2 separate regions of the Mus musculus genome follow, and region 2 is linked to region 1. The links are chromatin contacts, called in public HiChIP or PLAC-seq maps. All regions are on one chromosome and are shown on one strand. Each heading gives the region's core, a stretch centred on a gene start, on an enhancer-like site or on the middle of the called end of the contact. The rest is flanking DNA. Distances are from core to core; before and after follow the strand shown.

What was found. HiChIP or PLAC-seq counts read pairs in DNA pulled down with a chosen protein or histone mark.
Region 2: an H3K4me3 HiChIP or PLAC-seq map of bone marrow-derived macrophages shows a contact between it and region 1, with 2.0 times the contacts expected there. The contact joins the enhancer-like site here to the promoter of Umps in region 1. A contact is called at or near these places in 1 of 39 promoter capture datasets (macrophages), 16 of 484 Hi-C or Micro-C datasets (the C2C12 cell line, the G1E-ER4 cell line, the HL-1 cell line and 10 more), 8 of 115 datasets of contacts at active chromatin or transcription factors (the HPC-7 cell line, the SCID.adh cell line, bone marrow-derived dendritic cells and 5 more) and 4 of 9 other capture datasets (adipose tissue, bone marrow-derived macrophages, liver and 1 more).

The regions. Positions count from the first base shown.
Region 1 is chr16:33,965,196-33,971,168 of GRCm38.p6, forward strand. It overlaps Umps (uridine monophosphate synthetase), which reads right to left and starts at 1,843. Exons shown (of 6, transcript NM_009471.3): 1 at 1,631-1,843. The coding sequence starts at 1,786. It overlaps Kalrn (kalirin, RhoGEF kinase), which reads right to left. Exons shown (of 60, transcript NM_177357.3): 60 at 3,878-5,973.
Region 2 is chr16:33,899,478-33,905,131 of GRCm38.p6, forward strand. It overlaps Itgb5 (integrin beta 5), which reads left to right. Exons shown (of 15, transcript NM_001145884.1): 7 at 1,033-1,128; 8 at 3,317-3,406. Among named protein-coding and RNA genes, the nearest start is that of Umps, 65 kb to the right of the region's middle. Within about 2 kb of position 2,659, at least 14 of the 459 cell types and tissues checked have an H3K27ac peak or open chromatin away from gene starts, as enhancers often do. A contact at or near this core is called in bone marrow-derived macrophages, where this site is marked.

The DNA.
Region 1 (5,973 bases), core at 593-3,092:
AAATACATTTCATGATTAAGTCTGCTAGACACTCTTTTGGATTATCACTGACATGAGCATATACCTACAACATAAACCCACAAATCATAAGAGTATAAGAAATGATTTGGGGGAATTTGTTTTTTAGGGAAATAAATACTATCGTTTCCCTTCAATTGTTTATGTGTGTACACAACCAGTCAATTATCACTTATTGCTACGAAGTTAGAAGCATATTATCTATTGGGTTTTTGGGCGGTGCTATATATCTTGAGAACACCTATTTACATAAACCTCTTTAAAATTTTAATTAGATAGTTCTTGGTAATACGGTTCCTAATCATAGTAAGATTCTGGATGGTGAAAAGCCAATAATTCAAACCACGTCAATCAGGGTTTCAATCTACTCACAACAATTTAGGCAAAATGGGTACCCAAGAAACAAACCTTAAGTATGTGATAGGAACAGTACATTGAGGGCAGAGGGGTTGGTTTTTAAAAACAGGGTCTCCCTGTGCAACCCAGGCTGACCTCAAACTCACAATTCTCCTGCCTCAGCTTCCTGAATGCAGGAATTATAGATGTGCACCACCATACCTGGCTACATACATATTATGTCTTGATAGACCTCTGCAAATAATGGAAATATTCTACAGTTACACTAGGCAACAAAGTAGCCACTAGTAACTTTTAACTATTCCATTAGTATGTTTGGTCTTGGGACAAATTCTCATGTAGCCCAGGCTGGCCTTGAGCAGCACTATGAAGTGGGACCTTTAACTTTTGACTCCAACCCCAGTGCTTTATTTATTAACAATTCTGGCAGGCACACTGGCTCCTCTGGTAAAGGTTTTTCTGCCCAGCCTGACCACCTGAGTTCAATCCGTTTAACCCTCAAGACAGAGAGGGAGGGCGAGAACACACTCTGATCTTCGAAAGTGTACCACGGCACGTGCACACCTGGACACACACCCACACCCACTATAAACGCTAATACAAACTTCACAATGATCTATAATCCACACAGAGTCCCTAGCAACACTTCCTGCCATTTCTAACCTTTTATTCTAAATGCCATCTGCATGCAGTTCGGCTGGAGGCTTGTTATTCTAGAAAGCACTGCCTCAAGGCCGACTTGGCGGTGACTCACAGACAACCGACACGAGGTTTGAGAAACAACAGGCTAGAAACCTCTAAGTGCACACTTTACCCTTGCCAACCAAAAAATTCTGCCTTTCTGGTATCCACCATATGGCTTTCACTTCTTGCTACTGGCCATGCACTATTAAATCGAGTCGTTTGATCCGCTACTAATTTCTCCACCCTCCCGCCTTTTCCTTTCCTCCCTAATTGTCACTTTCTGGGGGTTAGGTACACAGAACTCACTCAAGGACTTCTCCGCCGGCCAGAGCCCAACAGGACACCCGGACTCTCGCAAAACACGTGTCTACACCGATCGGTCCAGAAACAAGGTCTCAAAGAAGCTGAAGGCTCCCGGTCCCCAAGCTCCTCCACACTCTCCAGACCAGCAGTCGGGAGGGCTTGCCTGCCTGGTCTGTGGCTCTCCCTTGTCCCCAATTTCGGCCACCCCCGCCATCTCCTGCTCTCTTTTCCCGCCACCCGGAGCCATCCCGTCCCTCGGGGCTGGTACCTGACTGAGAAGACGCGGGCGTGACACGATGCCCCGCAGGTCGATGTAGACTGGGGAGGAGAGCCCGCTCTTCAGGACGAAGCTCCCGAACTTGAAAGCCTGCACGTCATACAGCTCGGTGACCAAGGGGCCCAGGGCTTGGCTGGCGACCTCCATTCTCGCGCGCTCAGTTCGCTCTGGAAGCCGAGGGGCTTGGGGCCCGTGACGTCACCCAGAAGTCCCGCCTCTTCCGCCCCCCTTTCCGGCCCGGGCCGCGGGCTTCATTGAGTGTTCTAGATGCTTCCTGGTTGGGGAGGTGGGTTTTCAAACCTGAAAGCTAGATCGAAGCCTGATTTCCCCCGGAGGGATCTGTAGGCTTCGTTCATTTTTTATTTTGTTTGTTTTGTTTATAGCTGAGCGCTTCTTTATCTGATCCAGTCACTGTTAACAGCCACTTCCCTAATCTCTCAGGGTTTCTTTCCATAAAATAAAAATCCTCTAAGACAGAGCCTGTGGCTACCTTCTTGTATTAATTTTACAGCAGTTGGCGTGGGAGAGTTTCATAGTAATTTGCACATAGAAATCTGAAGCAGGTCACCGTGCACTCAGGGGCTGACAAACTTCCTTTAGACCACTTGAAGTGTACCAGATGAAGAAGGGTGGGGCCAGTTAGGGAGGATCAACTGACAGTATCTATTGGCTAACTGGAAGGGGAATGTTGGGCAGTTTGAAAACTCAAGCATATTTGGTTTACAAAACCCTTAGCTGGTTAAGTGAACTCCTGTAGTCCTAGCTATGTAAGAACCTGAAATGGGAGGATTCCAAGTTCAAGGCTGACCTAGGTATCTAGTGAGCCTGTGTTAATAATAATGATAATCCCCTAAGACTGTATTTTCCTTTTTGTTTGTTTGTTTGTTTTTTTCTTTTTTTCTTTTTTTTTTTTTTTTTTTTTTTTTTTGAGACAGGGTTTCTCTGTATAGCCTTGGCTGTCCTGGAACTCACTCTGTAGACCAGGCTGGCCTCGAACTCAGAGATCCACCTGCCTCTCAAGTGCTGGGATTGACTGTATTTTCCTATTTTAAGGAAATGCCACTTATCAAACAGACTGAGATTTCATTTTGTCTCTTTGTTTTCTCTAAAGAGATCGTGTTGAGCTCCCAGCGTGGAAACCCCCATAGATCCCAGCGTTTGTTTTGGGTTTGAAACAGGGCTTCCTTATGTTACCCAGCCTGATGTAGACTTCACAATGTAGTGAAGGCTCAGATTGCCCTCGAACTCACAGAGATCCATCTGCCTCTGCCTCCTGGGTGCTTGAATTAAAAGTGTTCACCACCATGACAGGTAAAATTTGTTGTCTTGACAGTTGTTTCTCATTACCAGCAACTTCAGTAAGGCCTTGATTAAATAAGAATTCAGATGTTAAAATGCTTTGTTCTTCTTGCTAGGTCAACAACTACGTTCATCTCTGTGTGCTGTTAATTGACAGAATGCTCAATAGATCAGCCTCATTCCCAGCTGTGCATCACCTGCAGACACTGGAAGCCTGATCAAGCCTCCTACCAACCTGTATGCATAAACCTGTGCGATCCAGCTGGAGCTGAAGCTGAAGCTCTGCATTCACTCTGCAGGCCTGTGGGTCACACTCAAATCCTCAGGCCTGGTGACAAGCGCTGTTATCTGATGAGCCATCTTGCTGGGCCACTGATGGGATTTTTTTTTTAAAGCTTGCCAGGCTTTCAAATATTTGAGGGGAAAGAGAGGACAACCATATTACCTCAGTGTCCCCACTGGGAGAAAAAGCAGAAGTTTTAGTTAGAAAAAAAGACAACTGCCAGTAAGAGGTAGCTCAGTGGGTGAAGGAGAGACTTGCCACTAAGCCTGGCGACCTGAATTCAGTCTATTGGACCCACATGGTGAAAAGAGAGAACCAGATTCTGCAGACCCACACACACACATACACACATTCATACACACATACATACATATACACACATACATACATACACACACAGACACACATACATACATACATACACACACAGACGCACACATACATACATACACACATACACACACAGACACACATACATACATATACACACATACATACACACACATACACACACACATACATACATACACATACATACACACATACACATACGTACATACACACATACACACACGTTCACACACATATACACACATACATACACACACACACACACAAATGTTATAACATTTTAAAGGGGAACAGGACTAAAGAAGTACCTTCAGTATATTATATTTATAGGAATGCATAACATGTGAAATGTACATTTTGAAGTTTCATCCACAACTTATAACGTTTACTGCAATAAGAACAAGACAGCAGGTCGGCACTTTACAACATTACACAGGAGTGAGTGAGTGAGTGAGTGAGTGAGTGAGTCAGACTTACAAATAAAATATTTACAACCTACCTTTACAAAACAACATCATGTGCATACAAAATGAACAGCTGCAGAAAAAGTTAAAATAATAAGACAACCAAAACCCAAAAACCCCAGAAGATACATTAAGGCAGACCAGCAAGACACTGAAATAATTAAGGCTGTGGAATTCTTCTGCACCTTGAAAATATAGAGCTATTTACCAATACTGTGGAGTGATTTTAAAACAATTGTCACAAGCCTGATGGAAGTATGTACTTATATGTATATGTGTAATGGTCCCTATGGGGAAACCTGTCCACTTATTGATAAGGCCTTTTACAGATTGGCCAGAGATGCCCACCACAAATTCTCAAAAGGCTTTGGGGAAGGGATCACTCAAAACCAAGAAGTGTTGGTGCAGTTTGAAAATCAGATATTAAAATTCAAATATTGGCTGGACCTGATGGCACATGCCTTTAATCCCAGCACTCAGGAGGCAGAGGCAGGCAGACCTCTGTGAGTTCAAGGCCAGCCTGGTCTATAGAATGAGTCCCAGGACAGCCACAACTACATAGAGGGACCCTGTCTCATCAAAAACAAACAAACAAAAAAATCCAAACATACACACATACAAAAGAATTCAAATATAGACTTCTGAGTAAACAGAGTCACATAAATTATAGTCTCAATGCATTTCATACTTTGTTCATTTGGCCATGTGGACTTCAGAAGTCAACAAATCAACTCCCATGTGACGAGAATTCTCCATGTATTATCCCTAATGGTTTTGAATGGTCCTAAATGGTTTTCCAGTAGAAAAACTGACCCACCTGGGCTGCCTGAAAAATGGATAGATTTCTGCATATGAGCAATAACATATACATACATATTATACACTATATACATGCTCAGATGTACATATATCAATATTTTCCAACAGTTTGCCCTCCATTGCCACTGTTCTCTGCATAAATAGCATTTTCTCAAGGGTATGGTTAGTTTTTCACAGTCTTTCTATTTATTCCTCTTCTAGTTTTATTGACTTTCCCACAGAGTCGTCTAACGTTCAGCAGAAACAGAAGTAAAAGCACCAGGGTTTTGATTTAAAAAAAAAAAAATTCAAACACAGAGGTGAAAGATATGGCTTAAGTTAGTAAGAGAAGACTTGAGATTCGTAGCCACAGTCTTTGAGGTCACAGTAACGGTCTTCATGGACTCCGACATGCGGACTTAGTTATTGATGGAAATGGGGGATTAATGCAGCTCCTATCCCTGCACTGGCAGATCTACTTGGTTAAATTAACACTCAGGAGTTCCAAGACTTGCTATCTAAACCTTTCCTTGCGCTCCCCCCTTGTGAACTGTTGGGTTGGTCATTCAGATAAAAATGAAATCTGACCACAGCATGGAAGTTCTTGACAATAGCCTGGGAGTGTTAATTTTAGGCTTTTAATTAATGTCATTTAAGATTAAAGCATTGTAGTGGAATGACCGTTTTCTTCTCCTATAATGTCAACTTATATTTAAAAAATAAGAGAAAAATGTCTTTTATAACAAATATGATCATATGATAATTCTGTATTCAATTTCCATATGGATTTTTCATGAAAAACATTTCCTATTTAAAAAAAATATGTCTATGGATAAATTTCAGCCCCTTTGAGCTCTTTAAAATGAATGAGACAGTGAGAGCCTTACCATTCTCAGAAAATAATTACTAACATAGCATCTTCTTTCCTGTTGGTGGAATCTATGTGAGCATTTCCTTTAGCCTATTCTAGGTCTAATAACTTCCTTCCCTAAAGGTCTTTAGATTTCAAATAGCAAACAAAAATCATTAGGTTTATTTTTCTTTAACAGATAAATCTATTGAAAGCTTATATATGTTTGCCTAACTCAGACTCCAATGGAATGTTACCCAGGCAAGAAAAGAATATGGTCTAAGTTCCT
Region 2 (5,654 bases), core at 1,409-3,908, 65 kb before region 1:
CAGTAATTGCTGAGGTTCTGCTCCGCTCTGGGAATCCAGGTTTATTCATTATTTTGTCTTCTCTTGCTAAGTTTTAAAACCTCATTGTTAACTAATTCTTGTTAGGGATTTCTGTAGCTGGTTCATCTCTGCACTGCTGTGTACCTAGTGAGGATCTATCTCATTGGAGGAAGGGGTGGCCTGGGAGCCAAGGGGTTCCAGTGGAGGTGATCTGAACACAGCGTGGATGGAACCTGTTTTCCTGAAGGGGTCACAACTGGGATAGAGTTAGAAGATACCCAGTACCAAGTACCAAGATTCTGCCACATTAATTATGGAGACTTTTAAAGAAATGTATCCCTTCTTCTTCCCCAAATCTATTTTAACATCTGGCTAGAGAGGAGTTCTTGCCAGTTTTCTTTGCAGGACAAGCCCATTTTCTCCAGCTCCAGGAGGTGATCGTCTAAGCTTTCTAGATTATCCAGGAGTGATGGAGTCTTGAAAAGGCTTCTAACTGTAGGACCTCACCCTATACCAACCAGGGTTAAATTGCCTCCAGTCTTTCCTTTCTCCTCAATTGGTCGGCTACCTCCTTCCCCCATCACAGCCTGATTCCAGAGAGCAGTGCCCTCCTTTGCTTGTTATGAGCCATGAGCGGGACCCGCAGACATCGGTTACCTGACTGTTGGGCACAGGAAAAAGAATACAGGGCAAGGGACAGCTGTAGGGTAAGGATACAAGCTAATAGGTGTTGGTGGCAGATGGTAGACGGTGAGACTGTTCTTCCTGGTGCCACAACTATTCCTATCCCTCCAGAAAGAACGAGGAGGGGTCCAGATCACACCTAGTGATGCTAGAGGGGCCTTTCTAACGAATGTCCTTTCCTATAGCCTCTTAGATGAGGGGCTGCTGATGGACTTGGTTATTAGGCCCTTGGTTGACGGGTACCCAGGAGAAAGATGCTTTTTTCCAGGGTCTGCATGTCTGCAGATCACATGTCAGTGTTGCAGCTGGTTGGGATGGTTACACTCTTGACATTTGCCTTCGACTTAGGACTATCCATCGCTTGCCTTGCTTGGGGAGAAGCTGGCAGAGAACAATATCAACCTCATTTTTGCTGTGACGAAGAACCACTATATGCTCTACAAGGTACTCGTGTGTGTGTGTGTGTGTGTGTATGTGTGAGTGAGTGTGTGTGTGTATGTGTGTGTGTGCGAGAGTATGTGTGAGTGTGTGTGTGCGAGTGTGAGTGTGTGTGTGTGTGTGTATGTGTGTGTGTGTATCGGGGTGGGGGGTGGTCTGATCCGTGACTCATTTTGACCTAAAGCCAGTTAGAGATTAGAGTGGGGGTGGGCAGGGTCAATGGAGCTGTGCTTAGAAGTAATAAGGAAACCCTTGAGTGTTCATGTGGTCATGAGCATCTTCACTGGGAGTTTTTTTTTTTTTTTTTTTAAAGATTTATTTATTTATTTATTATATGTAAGTACACTGTAGCTGTCTTCAGACGCACCAGAAGAGGGCATCAGATCTCTGTTACAGGTGGTTGTGAGCCACCATGTGGTTGCTGGGATTTGAACTTCGGACCTTTGGAAGAGTAGTCGGGTGCTCTTACCCCCTGAGCCATCTCCCCAGCCCTCACTGGGAGTTTTAAACTATGTTATTTAACTTAATTCAGAGAAACATCTCAAAAATATTATGAATCGTCATTTTCAGAAGATGGATAGAGACACAGGGGCCTATTCCAGTTGAGAAGGAATACATGAAATAATTCTGTACAAAGAGAACTGGGCAGCTGTTGTTGGCTACTACTACTAACTCAGTCTGCCTTCCTGCGGAGGGTGGGAGGTAAGGGGTGGCCCAGCACAGTAGGTCTTCCAGAAATCAGTCAGTGACTGAGAGAAGAGAGCGATGGGCTTGTTGCATCCAACAAGTCTTTTCCCAGGTTGCCACCTGGGCCACCATTGTGGCAATGACAGTGGTACTCGCAAGCTCCCTAGAGAGTAATAGTAGGAGGACCTACTCTCTGGCCTTTCTGTGATGCTCGCACATGGGCACACACAGACATTCACTCAACCTCTCTGACTGTGTGAGCTAAGCATAAACCCGGCTCACCCTGGATGCTGTGACCATATAGGGGATGCTGTCAGGAATCCCTTAATTATCCTCCAAAGAACTTCTGTTCGATCGTGTCTCCAAGGCCCCTGCTTTATGAGAGGTTACGAAAATGTCACAGTGTCTTCCTGAGTCATGGAGCCTCTCTGAGCCTGAGTCTATTTTAGATTGATAGAATGAAAAGACGCTTAGTTTAATCATTGGTTAAAGCTCGACCGTTACAAACCACATTCTTAGAAGGACTAAGTGCAGAAGCTGTGTCGGGCTTTGTTTCCTCTTGGGCTTCAGCCTCCTTCCTCAGAATGGGGAGACCTATATAGCTTGAGGGTGACAGGGACCCTGTCCTGTTCTCAGAGCCACACTCAGGAGCTGTGCTAGGGCAAAGGGCTTTGTCCCCTGGCCTTACATACAGGTATCAAAAGGTCTTTAGAATGACACCCGTCTGTTAACTCCCTACTGGGAAGATAGGCTGTCTTCCTACGCTTGGGGAAGCAGGCCTTTGTGCTCCTGTAGAACATGCAGAGTCAACCCGAAATGAGCCTACAATTACCAGGAGTGATGGTGAGAGGGTCATGACCTTAGAGGGTGACTGGTCATTTGCTGTCAGCCCTGCACTTCCTTCCATAGCTCCCTGAGTGTGCTTCTCACACCAAATTTTCTTGCCTCTCCCATAGCACTCTCTCCATCCAGCATGTGGTCTGGGAGAGTGGCAGAGCGTGGTACTGGCCCTTGTTCACTCTTGTCCACAGTACACTTTTGATTCTGACAGAATGGAAAGTGTCTTAGTGAGAGGGTAACTATTGCTGAGATGAAACTCCATGACCAAAAGCAATGTGGGGAAGAAAGGGCTTATTTGACTTATACTTCCACATCATGGTTCATCACTAAAGGAAGTCAGGATGGGAGCTCAAACAGAGCAGGAACCTTGAGGCAGGAGGTGATGCGGAGGCCATGGAGGGATGCTTGTTCCTCATGGTTAGCTCAGCCTGCTTTCCTATGGAACCCAGAACTATTAGCCAGGGATGGCCCTGCCCACAGTGGGCTGGTTCCTCTCCATCAATCACTAATTACGAAAATGCTCTACAGGCTGCCTACAGTCCAATCTTATGGAGGCATTTTCTCAATTGAGGTGACTCTAGCCTGTGTCAAGTTGACATAAAATTAACCTTCACAGAAGGCAAAATGATCTTACTTTTTTTGTTGTTGTTGTTTTGTGTTTTTCAAGAATTTTACAGCCCTGATACCTGGAACCACTGTGGAGATTTTGCATGGAGATTCCAAAAATATTATTCAACTGATTATCAATGCGTACAGTGTAAGTCATTGGCTCTGACCCCCCGACTCCCCACCTCCATCCCGTCCCCTCCTGAAACCCTGAGGCCTGGAGCTGATAGAGGGGGGCTCCTAGTGTTTGAGGTGTGGCCAATGTCCCTTACTCAGTTTCTCCATGTCTCTGTGTCCTATAGACTCGGAGTTGGGCATCAGGGAGAATTCCTGGCTAGTTGCCTCTCACCCCCTTTCATGAACTGTTGCAGTTTGGGCTCTTTACAAATCAGAGCTTACTTCATTTCTCCTGTGAATTCCTGATAAAGCCAGAAATTTTCTCTTCTTCTCTTCCTCTACACTGTACCTTCATTTCTATCTGGGTTCCTCCCTCCACCCGGAACCCTTGAGACAGGCTCTCTCTAACCCTGGCTGTCCTGGAACTCACTGTGTAGACGAGACAGGTAGAGAGCTCTGTGAGTTCAAGGCTTCTGGAGAAGACAGAGCTAAGGAGTGGCCTCATCTGAGCTCTGTGAGGTGGGGGGAGGACATCTTCTGGAGTAGCTACCTCTCAACATCTCCAAGCTCAGCCAGCTCCAGACCCTGCAGACCCCTGAGCTATACAACATGCTTTCCCAGTTTAATTTAGAGGTTCCAGCAACAATAGTAGGGCCCGGCAGTTGCTCAGGGAACCTAGATTTACTCCAATTTCTAATGCAGCCTAAATAGATCATTTCTGCCAACCCCAACTTCTAAGTGGGTATCCGACTCTTCTCCTTGTTCCCCAGGATCAGGGAAAATGCCACACAAAGAATACTTCTAAGCCATACACACAGGCAGGCTGCTGTAGCTTGGTTCCCAGCATCCACATGGGGGCTTACAACCCTCTATAGCTCCCAGTTCCAGGGGATCCAGCACTCTCTTCTTAGCCTCCACAGGCACCAGAGCACATGGGCTGCGCTTGCCAGTGCTGGTTGACATTTTTATCATTGCCCTGATTTGTGGTGGGTTTCATGAGTCACACAACCATGACTACATGTGGGTATTGACTTTGCTCCTCCTGGATGCTAGCTAGCAGTGGATCTGTGGGGACACTGGAAGATGCTGGTCAGAGCATATGCTACAGATGAAGTGGTTGTGGTCTTTGGCTCTGTCTGATTCGTATGTGTCTTTCACAGTGCAGAACTGTCAGCTTTTAGATTTATATACTTTTCTAGCTGTGCCAAACTCACTCTCTGCCCAAGGGTGTTTGGCAGCATGGAGCTTCTCGCAGAGTACCGCAGAGGGAAGACTGTCTTCCAGGGCTGAGCCCTGAGTCTGGGTACGGAAACATCGATCCATGCTTATGAAGAGAGATACTTGAGACGAAAAGCCCAGGGGCCTCTCTTTAAAGTGGGAGCTGGCAGGATGGGCTGCAGACCACTAGAGTAGCAGCAGAGGGTGACATCAGAGCCCGTGGTGGGTTCTGCTCTAGCACAGCACATGTTTCTCTTTTGATTGTTGCCATAAAGTCTGCTCCAACCGCTCCCCTCCCCCCTCAGCTGGGCCGACAGAAAGCAATTGCAGATGTGACCTAACGTGACACAGGGTCTGTAATAGAATAGCACTTAGAGGGGCTGGCATTCTTGACATGGCCGACTTTGTCTAGGATGGGAGTTAAGAAACTATCTTCAGGGGCAGAGCTGGTCGCAATTGAGTAAGCTCATGAGTTGCACGTGAGTGTCCCCGTGCATAAGAACCAGTTCTTGTGCCTTTGAACCTCTGATGTGTCTTGCACTTCATTCTTTTCTGTCAACAAATACATCTTAAGGGGCTAATTGTGGCCAGCATTGTATGATACATGGCAGCAGGACACTGGAGCAAGCCCAGCTCTGCTGCAGAATTCTGCATGTGGTGTTTCAAGGGAGGGGGACCCTTAGAGCTGTGAGGGTGATTCGTACTTTCCCAAAGTCAGTGGATTCTGAGGAAAGAGGCCCGTGGGGATGGGATCAGCATGAGCTCTGGAAGCCTGCCTCAGCTACGAGCATTTGGGCTCGGCTTTTGGTTCCATAACTGAGGTCTGAGCTAACTCTTCATAATTCCTTCCTGCCATCTGAAACAGTAGAGGAGATTCTGGTCCCAGGCGCTCTGTGGTGAGCAAGAGAGAACCAGCTAGCCAGAACACCAGTGAGGGGTCTATGGCCCACGTAAAGCATAGAGTGCCTTTTCTCTCCTTTTCTTTTCTTTCTTTTTTTATTTGTTTATTCCATGTATGTGAGTACACTGTGGCTCTCTTCAGACACACCAGAAGAGGGCATCAG